Linked DNA regions of Mus musculus: regions 1 and 3 are each linked to region 2. A link is a contact called in public promoter capture Hi-C data. All regions are on one chromosome and are shown on one strand. The core of a region is the stretch at or near the end of the contact, and the rest is flanking DNA. Distances in the headings are between cores, read along the strand shown.

What was found. Promoter capture Hi-C pulls out the DNA fragments that hold promoters and counts their contacts.
Region 1: a contact with region 2 is called in a promoter capture Hi-C map of embryonic stem cells, with 4 times the contacts expected there. The contact joins the promoter of Pcyox1 here to the promoter of Alms1 in region 2. A contact is called at or near these places in 7 of 39 promoter capture datasets (the 3T3-L1 cell line, 3T3-L1-derived adipocytes, the HPC-7 cell line and 3 more), 2 of 484 Hi-C or Micro-C datasets (both in embryonic stem cells) and 5 of 115 datasets of contacts at active chromatin or transcription factors (bone marrow-derived macrophages, embryonic stem cells, large pre-B cells and 2 more).
Region 3: a contact with region 2 is called in a promoter capture Hi-C map of embryonic stem cells, with 3 times the contacts expected there. The contact joins the enhancer-like site here to the promoter of Alms1 in region 2. A contact is called at or near these places in 2 of 39 promoter capture datasets (embryonic stem cells and liver) and 2 of 115 datasets of contacts at active chromatin or transcription factors (embryonic stem cells and pancreatic cancer cells).

What each region holds. Positions count from the first base shown.
Region 1 is chr6:86,395,726-86,398,425 of GRCm38.p6, reverse strand. It overlaps Pcyox1 (prenylcysteine oxidase 1), which reads left to right and starts at 1,276. Exons shown (of 6, transcript NM_025823.4): 1 at 1,276-1,453; 2 at 2,306-2,512. The coding sequence starts at 1,342.
Region 2 is chr6:85,586,106-85,588,805 of GRCm38.p6, reverse strand. Alms1 (ALMS1, centrosome and basal body associated) reads right to left here and starts at 1,275. Exons shown (of 23, transcript NM_145223.2): 1 at 780-1,275. The coding sequence starts at 1,160.
Region 3 is chr6:86,342,471-86,345,170 of GRCm38.p6, reverse strand. No RefSeq gene overlaps it. Among named protein-coding and RNA genes, the nearest start is that of Fam136a, 22 kb to the left of the region's middle. Within about 2 kb of position 1,345, at least 13 of the 459 cell types and tissues checked have an H3K27ac peak or open chromatin away from gene starts, as enhancers often do. A contact at or near this core is called in embryonic stem cells, where this site is marked.

The DNA of each region.
Region 1 (2,700 bases), core at 27-2,526, 810 kb before region 2:
AAAACTACAAGATATTGACAGGTCTCAGCTGACTAGAAGTGAGAACACCTTGTTCTATAACATAGCACAGCTCTTCCTACATCTGGAGGAGAAGCCTGGCTCTTTAGACTGCCCAGGGCAGAGGAAGGCAGAAGCTGGAAACAAAGAGCTGACTGGTTTTGAAGTTATGCTCTTTGGGAAGGTTGAAGCATAGGGGACATCGTTCTCGGATCTGCTAACAGAGGCATGTCACCAGCTCCCTTTCCTATGAAGGTCAACCAGAAAATTTAGTTTCACCTCTGGTAGCACGCAGCTTCCGATGGGGATTCCCCATTGAGTTGGCATGCTGTCCATCCATCCAGCCCAGTAGCTCAGGCCAAACTAATGGCTTCCTAGGAATTTTACTTAAGATGTCTAAAATTGCCTTTGGTGATAAACCCACATCCCTCAGGTAGAGAAGGGAGGATCCCTTTGTCCTTGTGTGTATGTTTATTTTTATTTATGTGTTTGTGTGTGTTCTGGTGCCCTGGAAGGTCAGAGGAGGGTGACAGTTCCCCTGGCACTGCTGGCACAGGCAGTTGTAAGCCTCAGAAACAGAACTCAGTAGCACTCTTAGCCACTGAGTCATTTCTCCAGTGCTTAAAATTTTGTTATGCTTACAAGTGTGCCAGAGGAAGGTCCGGTGGAATAAATAGCAGGAAGTGCTCTTAACTACTGAGCCATGTCTCCAGCACCCCCACTCTCCCATACACACTCAGTGTTTTGTTTTTAGGCAATTGGAGGAAAGTAGACAGCATTTCTTGTTTTTGTGTCTTCTCTAGTGTCTTCAACTTGGAAACAGACCGTATGTGAGAGGCCACTTTGGTGTTCTAATTTTATTCGTATGGACGTGGGTCCCGTGTTTTGCTCCTCTTACTTCACAATACCCCATCTCTCTTCCTTTTCTTATCACGCAGCTGAGTCCCTGGAACAAAGTGCTCACTTTAGAAATGTTTGCGGCCGGTTTGCCTGGTTTAGACTGAGATTGGCCACGTGCATTCTCTACAAGCTCGCGATTTTGGGGACTGTAGAGGGCACTTGTGAAGAAGGATGCATCTTCAGGAGAGGCGGGAAAGGAGAGCTGAGGTGGCCCTCAACCTGCGCCTTGGATGTGGGCTTCTGGGACCAGAGTGTACTTCGGGGGCACAGAGGACCAGGATTAGATAACACAAAATCGGCGAGCCTGGGGAGCAAAGGACCTGGGTGGGACGAGTGGGCGTGGTCGTGTGCTCTGGGGCGTGGTCTGGGCGGGGCGAAAGCGCGCAGACGCATAGAGCAGGGTCTGCTGGCGGACCCGCGGTCAGTCTGCAGCTGCGGGAGGCCATGGGGCGCTTCGCCGCTGCATTGGTGGGCTCACTGTTCTGGCTGGGGCTGCTGCTATGTGGTCTGGGCAGTCTGGCGAGCGCCGAGCCCCGGGCCCCGCCGAACAGGATCGGTAGGTGCGGGGGATACAGAGGCGCGGCGATGCCTAGGTCGGTCTTCCCAGGGCTGGGTGGAGATCGGGGTCCGGAGACCGGGCCGTGCGCTCCGAGTCTGGAGGAGTGCCACTGGAGGCGTGTGCTAGCCAGGGACTCGGTATCCGTGCAGCTCCAGCCTGGGAGGCCCTCGGCTCTAGCAGCTGAACGCCCTCAAGAGCCCGCCTCTAGCTGTCCCTGGAGCTAAGTCTGTTTGTCCGGCCGATTGGGGCACGCAGACTCTGCACTGGGACCAGTCTCTCTTCCCCTACCTCCAGATCCCCTCCCCCGAGAAGGACTGGGACCGCCTCCCCGCACCTGCGCTCTGCTTACTGCAACTGCTGCAGCTAGCTGGAGAACCCGGTCTCTTCGTGGCTTTGGTTGCCTCGGGTTTTCATTCCTGGGTGTCTATTCCCATCTGAAGCTGTGTCTTTCGGGATCGTTAATGGTGTTGGGGCCATAGAGAGACAAAGAACAAAGCTGGGCGAAGATGGCGTCTGCTTTATTTAAAATGCGTGCTGGAGGGGCCCATTCATACTTCCCCAGGAATTGGGCACAGCAGGGTCCCTGGGTCCGGTGGTGCCTCCACAAAGACCTGGGAGAACCTTTGGGCATCTTTTGACCAACTGTCAGTTTGTAACTTCATCTATAGCACCTGTCTAGGTTCAGGGAGTCTGTCTTTAAAGAGAACCCCTTCCCTCAGGTTTCCCCAAGCTGTTAGTTTTAGTCTTGAGTAATGGCTATTATTGGTTAATGGCTTTTCAAAAACAAAAGCAACACTGATAGGAGGGGAAACAAACGGTTCCTCTTTTCCTTTCCCCCCCTCCGTATAGCAATAGTCGGTGCTGGAATCGGTGGTACTTCCTCCGCCTATTATCTAAGGAAGAAATTTGGGAAGGACGTGAAGATTGACGTGTTTGAGAGAGAAGAGGTCGGGGGCCGTTTGGCCACTTTGAAGGTGCAAGGTCATGACTACGAGGCAGGGGGTTCAGTCATTCACCCCCTAAATTTGCACATGAAGCGATTTGTCAAAGAGCTGGGTATGTGATTTCATAGCACTAAGCAACACTATGTGTGACTGGCCGTATGTGTTTTCCTAACACAGAGAACTGATGTTTCTGCCTTGTCTTCTACAGAGAAGTTGGTGAAACTGTTTCTCTTGCTGTGGGGTTTAGCAGTTGGTCCCAGCTTAGCATCGAGCCACTCTCCTGTAATGAGACTCTAAGCT
Region 2 (2,700 bases), core at 26-2,525:
AAAGAACCACACGTGACCATACTGACCAACAACGCAGTTCCTGATAGTTAAAAAGCATTAATAGCACGGTTAGTTTCAAAATGATCTTGGTAGGACCTCTGTAAACTTGGCTCTTCCTCTATTTGGTCCTAACTTGGTGCTTTCTAATTTTCCAGACCAGAGCTGCCTCACAAGCTTTCTTTCATTCCAAGTTCCTGCCACTGGCTAGGAACCTATTAATTGCTACAAGTGCAAAGACACACAATGGGCGGGAAGACACACAAAAGCTCACGCAGAATACTTAACCAACAATAATTCCTAGTGGGGGGGGGGGGGTGAGGGGGGGATGTTTCTTGCACTTCAATAAAACTAAGGTGTTAAATGCTAAACGTCTCTCCACCAGTTAGCTATTCCCTAGACTCCCTCCCCAGCTCCCACCTCCTGCCAAAGAAGCCTTTCTAACTGCTCGCTCTGGGAGTACCGGCTCCCAGCGCCATCTGTCTTATCTGCCCTACTTTAAAAACAAAAACAAACAAACAAAACAAAACGAAAAAAAAAAAAAAACGGATCCACTGAGAGGCGCAGGAAACACGGAGCTGTCAATGTCAGGAAGAACCTAAGACTACAAAGAACCTGCCAGCCCCACAAGCAAGGTGTACAGTCCATAAGCAAGGCGACCCGCAGCGCGTAGGTCCCGATATCCTGGACCCAGTTCAGTAGCTCAAGCATCTCTACAGTCGCTTGGCCTCAGCCCCGCTCCTCCCCACAGCCCAGCTCCGGGCTACAGAGCCGCTTCTCACCTCAGTCTTGCCCAGATGCTCCACTGGGGTGTACCGGAGCCGCGGGGACAGAGGCGGAGGCGGAGGCGGAGGCGTGGGAGGGGGCAGAGAGAAAGCACTGCCAGGACGGTCGGGGTGAGCCTGCAGCCAGGCTTTAGCCAGCTCGTCCTCCTCTTCGTCCGAGCTCTCCTGCCGCTGGGACTCGTAGTTAAAATCCAAGTCGGGCCCCGCCTCTTCGAACTCTTCCAGTCTCCCACTCTCCTCAGAGGTCAGGGCCTCCTCGGTCGCCGCCGCCGAGGCGTTCTCCACCTCTTTCTTCCCCTCCTCTTCCTCGCCCTCCTCCTCCTCTTCTTCCTCCTCCTCCTCCAGCTCGTCAGGCCACGGCAGGTCCTCAGGCTCCATGTTGGCCTCGCGCTCCAGGCGCCTTTGGAAGAGGAGGAGAGGGGGAGGGGCGAGGAAGGGAGGGGAAGCGAGTTGACTGGCGGTTGCGGCTGCGCGCAGGCGCACCTGCCCTCACTGCCTCACGCGGGGCGGAGCTGAGAACCAGCCCGCGCGTTGCTAGGGACGCCCCGCGGGGAGCGCGGGAAAGCCGCAGAAGAGCGTCACTAGACCTCGCTCACAGTACCGTATGCTCACAATAAACCTAGTCCGGGCTTTGGGGACGCTAGGGGTCCTGCACAAAGTCACCCATGATTTTTTATCTCTTGCCCTAGAATAAACCAATAATAGTCACGTTCGCAAGTTACAAATTTTAAGGTTAGTGCCAGTCTACCTAGCAGTAGTGAATCTAATGGGATGAGTGAATAGTTAAGAGAGAGAGGGAGAGAGAGAGAGAGAGAGAGAGAGAGAGAGAGAGAGAGAGAGAGGGAAGAGAGGAGAGATAGTTGGGATCTGACTAAACCACAAGCAACTGTGTGAGAAGCGCCTATAAAACGAGGTTAAGAAACCAACCCCGGCCTGGAGAGATGGCTCACGGATTCAATTCCTGAGTTCAATTCCCAGCAACCACATGGTGGCTCACAACCATCTGTAATGGAGTCTGGTGCCCTCTTCTGGTGTCTCTGAAGAGAGCAATGGGAGTGTACTCATGCATAAAATAAAAGAAGGTGGTGGCGCACGCCTTTAATCCCAGCACTTGGGAGGCAGAGGCAGGCGAATTTCTGAGTTCTAAGACAGCCAGAGCTACACAAAGAAACCCTGTCTTGAAAAAAAACCCAGAAATATTAATAAATAAATAAATAATAAAATAAATAAATCTTTTTTTTAAAAAACGAAAAGAAAGAAACCACACACACACACCCTCAGGGCTGAAGAGATGGCTCCACCAGTAAGGCATCTACACCACAAACTGGAGTTTGATTCCCAGAACTCACATAAAAGTGGAAGGCAAGAACTAACTCCCCTAAATTGTCTTTACTGAGTGCACACACAATAGTATAAAGGTAGCTGGATCAGGTAGTACACGCCTTTATTCTCAGCACTTGAGACGAAAAGGCAGGTAGATCTCTGAGTTCAAAGCCAGCCTGGCCTACATAGGGAGTTTCAAGACACCCAGGGTGACATAGACAGACTGCCACAAAAAAAAAAAAAAAAAAAAAGTCTTTAAAAGAGGGCAGGCAGCATGGCTTAGCAGGTAAAAGCACATGACCCTCCATCCTGCCCAACAGGCTTCCAGTAGCAACGCTGTACCTCTTAAACCAACTGTGAAACGAATCATTTCTAATTCAAACCATCACAGAGAGACATTTGTCCATGTCTCCCCAGAAGAAGCCACAACACTGTGCCTAGTGTCTGGAACAGCCTCTGGCATTTAAGGAGCTGCTCAGCGAACACTGTCAAGAGAGAGCAACAGAGTACAGATTGAACTGACAGGCCAGGAGATAACAAATAGAATACTGGAGTCCTGGCTTCCCCTGGGATTCCTAGAGCTGTCTGCCTACTG
Region 3 (2,700 bases), core at 96-2,595, 760 kb before region 2:
CCTTGGTTCTTCTATGCAGAAGCAGACTTGAGGAGCCCTGGAGGTGGTGGTACTGGACCAGCTTCAACACCTGCTATGAGAACTGTAAAACCCTGGTCTTAGTCAGTGTTCTCTTGCTGTGAAGAGACACCATGACCACACTAACTCTTATAAAAGAATTAATTAGGATTGGTGTACAGTTTCAGAGGGTTAGCCCACTTTCATCATGGTGGGGAGCATGGCTCTACACAGGTAGACATGCTGATGGAGACATAGTTGAGAGTTCTATGCTGGGATCCATTGGGCCTGGCTTGGCTTTTTGAAATCTCAAAGCCCACCTCCAGTGGCACACTTTCTCTATCAAAGCCACACCTCCCAATCCTTTCAAATAGTGCCACTCCCTGGTGACCAACCATTCAAATCTACGAGCCCACGGGGGCTCGTCCATTCAAACCACTACAGCCCCTTTCGCCAGAAGGGAGGGGAGGGATTCTTCTTTTTAGTAAGAAGAAACTAGGGTTTAAAGAACCCGAGAAGTCACTAATGGCTCAGCAGCCAGCACCAGCAGAGAGAGGCTTAAGCCCAGACCGTAGTCTCTAGAAGCCTGTCATAATGTTATATTACCCTTCCATGGATGGCACAGTCATGGAGGCTCCAGCAACATCACTGTGGTACCCTTCGCCTGCCAGGTGGGCAATCACCGTTTTGAGCCATGGCTGTTCTCTGGGATGAGGTGAGCATTTTGCCTGCGGGCTAAAGGGTAACTGTGTTCTCAGTTCCCAGATGAACAGTGGGCAAAGCCCATCTGATGGTTATAGTTTATGTCATGCTGAAGGCGGGGCAGGCTCTTCCAGAAGTCTGATGCTTCAGACCCAAGAGGACTGTCAAAAAAAAAATGTCTCAATTCTGGAGGGCACGTGGGAATAACAAGCTTCAGGAGATGGTGGGCAGCGCTTTTTCCATTCAGATGTCTCTCCTCCTTTAATCAATTACCTTCCTCCGGGGAGGCTTCTGTCTACTTTTTCTTTTTCTGGAAAGGTCAGGCAGCAGGGACTGCATCCCTGCCTCCGCCCCTCCCCCCTCTATCCCCTTTCCGCACCCCCTCCCCCGGGATCTCAGCTCAGGCTTCCTAGTTCAGGGGTGAGATTTATCTTTCTTCCTCTTCTCAGAGAAGGATGAGTTCACAAGTGACAAGAGTGGTCTTCTGTTCTTCCTTTTTCCTTCTCCAAATGCTGAGAGAAGTGGGAGGCTAGCTTGCAAATGTCACGGAAGCCTGTAAAATGCTGAGCGCAGACGGATGCCAGGAATAGCTGGGGTTGCTGGATTGAGGAGATGGGCGACTCCATCATCTGCTAAGAATCCATTGTTCTGCAGCTGCCTGGACACAATGGCGAGGCTGAGGCAGGGGAGACAGAGGGGGTGGGGTGGGTACTGTGACTAGGTGTTTCTTTGCGAACCCCGCTTTGGGGGGGTGGGGTGGGGTTCTGTTGGGAAGAGGAGCAGGGCAGGGTTAGTCAACAGGCAGTCCATGGGTGGGTTTAGAACACCCAAAACCGGGGACTTTTGGGATAGCATTGGAAATGTAATTGAGGAAAATACGTAATAAAAAATATTAAAAAAAAAAAAAAAAAAAAAGAAAAGAAAAGAAAAAAAGAAAAGTGGTGCCAAGCCCCAAACTCAGTAGAAAAGCAACAGTATACCTCAAGGACAGATAATCATCCTACTTGACTCTATAGCCCACATTCTCAGTGCACAGATGCACAATGTAGGAATACATGTCCACCTGCACTTCCACACCCAAGGCTTTGCAGGTGAACTCAAACTAGCAACATGAGTGCTAGGAAGGACTTTCAAACCATAGCAGGGACCTTAAGATTTTTTTAAATATAATAAAACTCCTTTTTATTTGAAAAAAAAAAAAAAAAAAAAAACCACCCAAAACCAGGGCCACAAATCGCAACCAAACAAAGCAGAACAAAACAAACAAACAAACAAACAAACAAAAAAACCAACAAGTACTCAAACAAAGAAAGGGGGCAGGAGGCATCTCATTGGAAAGATTTTGAACTTCTTTGGGTAAAAGGAAACTTTGAAGTCTCCAAGGGCAAGTCTAGAATTTTCTTCAGTGTTTCATGTTGGGAGTTCCAGATGGTAGGTAGGCTTCATTAACTTCACAGGGCAAAGGCACGGCGTGGATTATGAGACTGTGTAGTCAAGGAAGACCTTGAATTCTGCTGGAATTACAGTGACGCACCTCCATCAGTTTATGTCCAGATTATGGTGCACCGGGCACAGAAGAGCATGCTAGGCAAATGCTCCACTCACTGAGTCACATGCCCAGCCCTGGGCTAGGAGTGCTACTGGGTTTAATGGTGCTGGAATTCTCTGTGGGCAGCAGATGGTTTGACAAGCAGGCTATGAGTGGACATAACAGACATTTTAAAATTATTTTTAAGATTTATTTTACTTATATGACTATTTTGGCTGCATATATGTATTTATACCACATGCATATACCCAGTGCTGAATAAAGTCAAAAGGTCAGAAGGTTAAAATAAGGCCTTGGATTCCTTAGAATTGGACTTACAGACAGCTGCGAGGTACCATGTGAGAGAGGTGCAGGGAGATCCACACAGTCTGCTGGAAATGGAGACAGAAAGGTCAAAATAAGTAATCTTAAATCAAAACATGGGGCTGGCGAGATGGCTTGGTGGTTAAGAG